Regions from separate parts of the Oryctolagus cuniculus genome. Here region 1 is linked to region 2. The links are chromatin contacts, called in public Micro-C maps. All regions are on one chromosome and are shown on one strand. The core of a region is the stretch at or near the end of the contact, and the rest is flanking DNA. Distances in the headings are between cores, read along the strand shown. Region 1 has its middle 100 kb from the start of YPEL2. Region 2 holds the start of YPEL2 (yippee like 2).

Region 1 (3,765 bases), core at 549-3,048, 99 kb after region 2:
GCCAGGAACTCAATCCAGGTGTCCCATGTTGGGTGGCAATAACCTAATCACTTAAGTCATCACTACTACTTCTCAGGATTTGCATTAGCAGAAGGCTGGAGTCAGGAGCCAGAGTCAGGCGTCAAACCAGGTACTCTGACAGGAGATACAGGCATCTTAACTCCTAGGCCAAATGCCCACTCGTGACATTTTTTTAATGATCATTTTCCTGCCATTTTCTACATGTTTGTTTTGTGCCCTGAAACCAGTTTATAAGCTCCCTGAAGTGGGAAGTATTTTGGAGAATGAAGGGTGGTGTTTGCTTGTTGCTGGCCTTTCCTCTTGGGTCTCCTAAAGCAGTGGTTCTTGAACTTGAACATCAATGTGGGGCTCTTCCTAAAATGCAGATGCGTATTCGGTAGGAGTGGGTTGGGCCTGAGACGCTGCATTTCTCTTCAGCTCCCTCCTAGGTGTTGCTGCTGGTTGAACAGCTTTGCTTTGAGTGGCATCACCCTGCTGCCCCCCAGTACGGTGCTTCAGCATAAACAAGTTACGACTCTGAGTGCTAGCTTCCAAAACTGTTCCCCTTCTGTGGCCTGAGCCCGCCAAGCAAATGCCACCTTGTGGTAAGTCTGTCCCACTTTGATCCCTGGATTGTCCCCCTAAATTAGTTGAGGCCTGAGGAGATGATTTTGCAAGAGTACAGTTTGAATCTGGGTTTAAATTCTAGGACTACAGTTGGTTTTACTCATGTGATTTGAGAGGCTTGGTGAGTTATTTTGGGTGTGTGTGGCCCACCCCTGTAATACTAGGCCCTTCTTGATAAGGACAACAAGTTCTGCCTGCCAGCCCATAGAAGGAGCCCACTGTAACCTGCACAAGAGCACTGAGTTGGAACTCCCCGCTCTGGGCTCCAGGTTCACCTCACTTTTCTCCCAGGGGTTTAGGTAGCTGGAAGCAGAAATAAAGCTTACTTTTATTTACGTGTGGCTGGTAAGTCTCTGTTTCCTGGATAAAGTCCTGTCTCAGAGGCAAAGGACTCCTTCTTAGTTTCACCTTTGACACAGAAAAATTAGTCTTTAACCACATTAAACAGACTTTTATAAATGCTTTGAGCTGGGAGGGGCAGGCTGGCACTAGTGAGACCACAAAGACACCCACTGAGACTCCCAGTGAGGCACCAACACAGGTCTCAAGGCCTTGATTTACTTGTCTGTGAAATCAAGGTGCTGGGCTGAAAGATTCCTATCAGTCTGAAGGTCTGTGATTCTAAGCGATGTGTCAGGGGAAAGGCACACAGACAAGGATGCCACAGCCGGCTCCTTGGCAGACCAAGGTGACAGGGAGGCTCTTGGCCGGTCTCACGGGTCCCAGCTCAGATGCTTGCCCTGATGGTAGAAGTCATCCTTCCTAGAAGCTGTAGAGCCCCACAGCTGCCTGCCCTGTGCTGCCACCTACTGGCTCCTATTCAACCTGGAGGCCATGCTCCCCGCACTGGGTCCGTTTGAACATAAACCACCAGCTACGAGAGGGAATGAAAACAGTGGCACCAGGTGCCACCTCATTAAGGGAATCAGGGACTATGACTAAGAACCCTAAGGTCTTTTTAAACTTGGTAATTTCCTCCTGGTTGTTATTTCCTGTTCGTTTCCCTGTAGCGATTAGCAGTAAAACCCCAAAAGCAGAGAGGACCATGGTGTTTGTTTTTAAGGGCAGCAAGGAAGCAGAGAACTGAGGGAAACTGCAGGAGTTGGAGCAGGTGGAAGGAGCTGAGTGGCTGGAAGGAGGAGGGCTGAGTCCTGGGCCTGTTTGCAGAAGGAAGGAGGGGGTGGGGAATGGAGTTTACCTTCTGCTGGGAATGGAGGCGGCCATCTTCAGGCATTGTCATTCTTTCCTGTTTTGTCTGCAGATGTTCTATGTCTGTCTGTAAGCCAGGAACATGAGGCAAATGTATAGTTCCCAGCCAGGCTTGTAGCACTAGGGCCTTTGTGGCAAACAGTGCCCTACAGAGTAAGGATCCTGAATACAGATGTCAACAGCAGGAGCAAGAGGATAAGGGACCTGGATGGGGGTCGCCAGGAGCCAGGCTGTAGGGAGTGGTGGAGACTGTGGTAAACTGGATAGCCACTCATTCCATGTAAGGAGGCAATAGCTATTCAGCCCCAGGTGGCTCCATCAAACTATGTCCCTACATTGCCAGATTTTTCAAATTCTCAAGAGAAGCTGGAAATCTGGATTATCATATGAAGTCTCCTTATTTTTAAATGTTGGCAGCTAATGAATGTTGCTGAAAAACAAACAACAGTACTAGGTGAGCCAAATAAAACATGCTGGTGAGACATTTAGCCTCAAGGCCAGCTCTTTGAAAACTTGGACCTGAAGCAATTTGCGTTCTGGGATCTGGACACGCAGACGTGACCTTTTCGTGACACATGGACGTCTATCAACAATAACAAGCTACAAACAGGCAAATAGCAGATAAATTAGAGGAGTGCAAAACGTGCTTTAGATAGGTTAGAACTACCATACCTAGGAATCTAGAGAAAGAACTATTTATAAATTTTTCATATCCAACAGGAAAGCTTGAATGTATTTATTCAATAAATCAAGAAGTATTTATTGAGCACCTAATATGTGCTAAGATAAATAAAACATTTTTTTTTTGTAAAGGGCCAGATAGAGTCTCCATCACAACTACTCAGATCAGCCTTTGTAATTGCAAAACAGCCTTCCACAATGCATAAACCAAAGGCTATAGCTCTGTTCCAACTTTATAACAGGAAGCAGTCCAAATTTGGTCCATGGGCCAATCCTTGATCTAGAAGATTTAAAAGAGCAGATAGCATAATGTAACAGTTTTCTTTAAGGAAACTTACATATTTGTTTTTCCTGTTAAGGAATTAGGGGGATAGCCCTATGATTTTTAAATCATATTTTTGTAATGGTATAATACAAGCTATTATAAATACCCTGCTGAAGTTTCTATAAGCGTTGGCTGTCATGCTGATCCTAACTACTGAAGTGAGTTTGCCAAGGTTGTTGGAATAGGAATTTAATTTAGGAGGACTTTTTGATAAAGGGGCACCGTTTACACAGGGCCCCACAGGGTTTTGACTGAGATAGTCATCTGAATGGAGGTGTTCAATTCCTTGCTGTTTTGCTTGGATTTGAAACTGTTGTGCAAAGGCGACATAAAGCTGAGCACAGCTGTTTGTTTCCCGTATCCTAGGACTTACTACTTGGAACTTTCAAAAATATATTCTAAAGAGCAAGCAGTATATCATTTTCCTCTTTAGTGAAGTGAGAGTATAGGGAAGTGAAAGTATAGGGAAGCTGGTCCCCCAAACTGTTTTATGAATGGCAGGTGTAAAGACTATGGCCATGTTAACTTCTTTAGATACCACTTTTATGAAATGTCCACTAAAGCTTCCCAGCTATTTATGTGGCTGCAGAAGATACTACCTAGTGAGGACTGCGACCCTCCTCCCATCCCGAGCCTGTGTCTGTCTTCTTTTATAGAATTCTTTTTTGTTGTTGTTGTTTTAAAGATTTATTTATTTATTTGAAAGTCAGAGTTACACAGAGAGAGAGAGAGAGGTCCTCCATCCAATGGTTCACTCCCCAACTGGCCGCAGTGGCCGGAGCTGCACTGACCCGAAGCCAGGAGCTTCCTCTGTACCACGCGGGTACAGGGGCCCAAGGACCCGGGCCATCTTCCACTGCACTGCCTCCCAGGCCACAGCAGAGAGCTGGGTTGGAAGTGGAGCAGCCAGGTCTCAAACTGGC
Region 2 (4,070 bases), core at 456-2,955:
TGGCCTCTTCCAGTCCCCTGCACCCGCACAGCCGGCCTGCAGAGGTCCTCCAAGCTCCCTGGGAGCCACTGCATCCGGCCTGTGCTCTTCAGCTGACACCATCTTTTATTTAAACAGAAACAGTAGCCGGCAATGTTGTTACATAACATACCAGTATCCTAGGGTGTTAAACTTAGAGCTGCATCTACTGTCAGGGAGTGGCGGTCTGGTAACACAGACCATCCCTCCCAGGATGCTGCAGAAAGGTTGTAACAAGCTTGGCTTTCTGGCTCCGCTTGGAATTTCAGAGCTGGAAGGGATTTCACAGAACACCTTATTTCAACCCTCCTGACTTTCAACCGTGGAGACCAAGGACTAGAGACAAGGAAAACCCTCCTGACTTTCAACCGTAGAGACCAAGGACTAGAGACAAGGAAACTTGCCCAGGAGGCAGATCAGAGGGCTTGATAGTAAACTCTTGGTAATCTAAAGAATCCATCTCATCTTCTTAGATTAAGGATTAAACTTCAAAACTTTCTTGCTTGTGATTCTTACCTGAAAGCATTTCCTACCCCTCCTGTTTGGGACTCTCCCAGCTGGTCCACTGGGAACCATAAAACAGTGCCCCTGTTTATGCTACCTGTCAGAGGCCGATAGAGAGAAGGCGTTTTGTTGTTTTTAGTGGCAATGGAACTGGATTCACAGGCAGACACGCATTGTGTCCTAACGGACTGTAACTTGGCTAGCCAAATATCTACTCCAGACGGCTGAGTGGAGTTGAGGGTGAGGTCTTGAGTCACCTGCAAATCTATACCCAGGTGCCATTCTGAGTTTAGGCTGGCAAATCACATGGGAGGAGGCAGCTGCACCTCCTGGAGCGCCTCACCCCCGAACCTGTGGTTGCTTCGAGGGCTGGCAGAGCCCCAGCCGCTGAGTGAATAGGCTGGCTCCACTCTCCCCCCCTTACCCCTGACCATGGCCCTCGCGCTTTATCAAACTGACCTGTTTTCCTGCCGGGAGACTCTGCCCCACTCCACCCACCTGGTGCCTCCCTGGATTTCCTGACTGCCATGAGCTTATTTTCTAACCTCCTCTTCCCTGAAGCGCACCACCCTACCCGTCCCGGAATGCGAGTTCCTGCCCTAAGCTCCCTCGAAAAACAGGCAGCAACAGGGGGGCTTTCTGGGTTCCCGAAGGCTCCCTTCCCACGTTCAACGAAATCACCAAGAGGAGGTGGAGGGAGGGAGCGGGTGGCTTGCTTCTGCGCAGGGCAGAGCTGGGCCGGTGCAGCTGGAGTGATCTTGCTACATTCAACTGCCCCGGGGCCGGAGGGCCACTGCTGAACGGAAACTGCGCTGGGGACGGCTTCAGGTGCAGGGGGGAGGAAGGACCCTCTTGCCCCTGCAAATAGAAGCGCCACACACGCCCACCCCGCCGTCCCCAGGTTCTGGGAATCCCAGGCTGGACCTGGGGACGGACCCCAGACCCACATAAGCAGCCTCCTCCCCGGCCCACCCACTCTCGTCCCCCTCCCTCACTGGCCGTCAGGCCGGTGGTCCCTACGGGGAGACCCGGCCGGCGCTCACCCCACTCCCCGCACCCGAGTCGGGCCACGGCGGAGGGGTGGGGGCGGGAGGCGGGCAGACAGGGGCGGAGTTCCGTCCTTCGCTGATTGGCTCCGCGCGAATGGGCTGCGGCCGTGCCGGGCCAACCCGCGGCGTGTTGCTATGTGCTGAGCCGAGGGGATAGGCGCGGGGGCGCGTCCGTCACGGGGCAGCCCCCGGCCCGGACCCGGAGGGATGCGGAGTGGCGGCCGCGGCAGTGGCGGAGACTGTGGCTTTAAGGGCGCGCCGGCAGCCCGGGCTCTAGCCGGGCCGAGCTCCGCCGCCGCGCACTCCAGCGAAGCCGAGCCGGGGGCCGGCCGGACGGGGCCGCCTGCTGCCAGGTGAGCCAGCCGGGCTCACGGCGCGGGCGGTGGGGCGGGCGCGCGGGGGCGTGGGGCGCGCGTTCGGGACACCGGCCCGGGCCGCCTCGGGCCCGGCTCCTCCGGGGGGCGCGGCGCCCTGCGTGGCGAGGGCGAGGCCCGCGTGGGGTCCCCGTGGGGGCGGGGAGCGAGCGGCGGCCACGTGACCGGTTTGTTTACAAACACTGCCGGGCCTCGGCTGCGGCGCAGGACGTCCCGGAGGCGCGGGCCCCTAACTCGGGCCCCGGGAAGTCCGCGAGCGGAGTGGGCACCGGGGTAGTCGCCTCTCCGCAGCTCACCCCAGTGGGACCGGGGTCCGAAGGGCCAGGGCGGGTGCTTCGGCCGTTTCTGTCCCTGGGTTCGCAGCGTTCCCCCCGAGACCCTAGGGCCCCTGGGTCCCGCCTACGGGCACTGGGCGCGCTCGAAACTCCTGGGAGCGCCCCGCCAGACCCGCCGAGGTAACCGCGGCCGAGTTCCTGTCTGGCCGCTCCCGGCGCCGCCTCAGCGCCCTTGCCAAAGGGGTGGGCGCGAGTCCCTCCTGCCCGCCCGAACGCAGGGGCCTCTCTATCGAGGACGCCCCGGGCGCTGGCGCTGAGGGGCAGCCCTGACCTTCTGCTGCCTCGAGTCCACCCTCTTTGGCCACTGACCTGGGGTGGTGGACTTTTCTCCCATCTCGGGGGCGGGGGTGGGGAACACCTGTTCTTTGGGACTTATTGCTTAAGGGATGCAACCTCTGATTTCGCTGTTGGCTTAAAGACTTTAAAACGGAGCGAGAGGGTGCCTGTTGGCTGTTTCTTTGCTGGGTGTGTGGCTGCCTCTCCCTCAGTCCCGGACGGTGAACCGCACAGGAGCTGCTTCTGAGCTTGGCTGGCGTTTTTGCTTTGGGGCCTCCTTGGAACCTGGGGAAGCTGTTAGGAGGGTGTCTTCACCTTTGGCGAGGTTGAGTGCCAAGCGGACAGCTGTACCCATCTCGGTCGCCTGACCCTTCTTCCCTTGCTCGATAGGCGAGATGGGGCTGTGCACCCCGGAGCACTGGGCCCGAGAGGTAGCCGGTGGCTTCTCTGGACCTCACTGGACATCACAGGTGCCGGGAGCCGTGGGAGTTAAGTTGAGAAGTGAACCACCTCACTGCTGTGCGGTGGGACGTGGCCTCCAGGGTCACAGAGCCTGTGACCCAGTGAGAGTGGATTCAGCCTTTACCTGGCCATGCTACTCTTGAGCCCTGGTGTGAGTGCCGACCAGGTCTTGCCCCAGGAGCAGGCTCAGGCCCTCCCCTGAGCCCCAGCCCTGGCCCAGCTCCGTGGTAGTCTGTCAGGCAGGAGTGGAGTGTGGGCCTGGGGCCCATCTCTTTCCTCAGCTGGGCTTTGCCTTATCAGTTCGATGACAGGATTTCTTGCATCTTTGTTTTGGTATCTCTGGTGCTTGGACCTGGGGGTGGAAAATGGAAAGTAAACACCATGCACAAGAAGACGATTTTCTTTCTTTCCCACTTTGAGTGGAATCCACAGTTGGGAGTGCACGTCACAGCCCTGTAAAAAGGCTTACAACTGGGATACGTTCTGGGAGACGGTAATTACCCTTCCCACCTGAAGTGTGCTGTATTAAAAGTTACTTTTTCTATTTCATTAAAAATCAACTGGTCATGACCCATGAATTTGATTTCCTGACCAAATAGGTCATGTGTTTGAGAAACACTGCTTCAGGGCAGAGGTCCTCCAGCTAAATTTTGCACAGAGACTTTTAAAAATATGGCTTGTCTGGCTATTCTGGAGGTGCTGGTTTTCCGTGGAGTACAGGAATCTGCATTTTTAATCAGTGGCCCATGAAATTGCTATGCAGGTGGTTGTTAAGAAACCCAGACCCTGGTGGGAGCTGGGGACAATGAACATTGAAAAGTATTAGCATGGCTGTGAAGTGCAGAGTCAGGTATGCAATCCCTAAATCGCTCAGCAGCTAATCACACTCCCTGGGCACAGTGGTGTTTGTTTCCAGCTGCCATGTGAAGTAATTGGTGATAAGAGACTGCCCCTCCTCCTCCCCCAGCCCGCTGGAGGGCTGCTGTTCACTGTTCTGTGGCACTAGAAGTTTCTAGGTACAGGGCTAGGGCGGGGGGTGGGGCTGCAGGCTG

What was found. A called contact is a pair of places that touch in the nucleus more often than the background predicts.
Region 1: a contact with region 2 is called in a Micro-C map of ear pinna, with 14 times the contacts expected there. The contact joins the enhancer-like site here to the promoter of YPEL2 in region 2. A contact is called at or near these places in 6 of 6 Hi-C or Micro-C datasets (ear pinna, embryonic fibroblasts, liver and 3 more).

Annotation. Positions count from the first base shown.
Region 1 is chr17:34,752,498-34,756,262 of mOryCun1.1, forward strand. No RefSeq gene overlaps it. Among named protein-coding and RNA genes, the nearest start is that of YPEL2, 100 kb to the left of the region's middle. Within about 2 kb of position 1,799, at least 1 of the 8 cell types and tissues checked has an H3K27ac peak or open chromatin away from gene starts, as enhancers often do. A contact at or near this core is called in ear pinna, where this site is marked.
Region 2 is chr17:34,653,127-34,657,196 of mOryCun1.1, forward strand. YPEL2 (yippee like 2) reads left to right here and starts at 1,706. Exons shown (of 3, transcript XM_070060991.1): 1 at 1,706-1,924. The coding sequence starts at 1,779.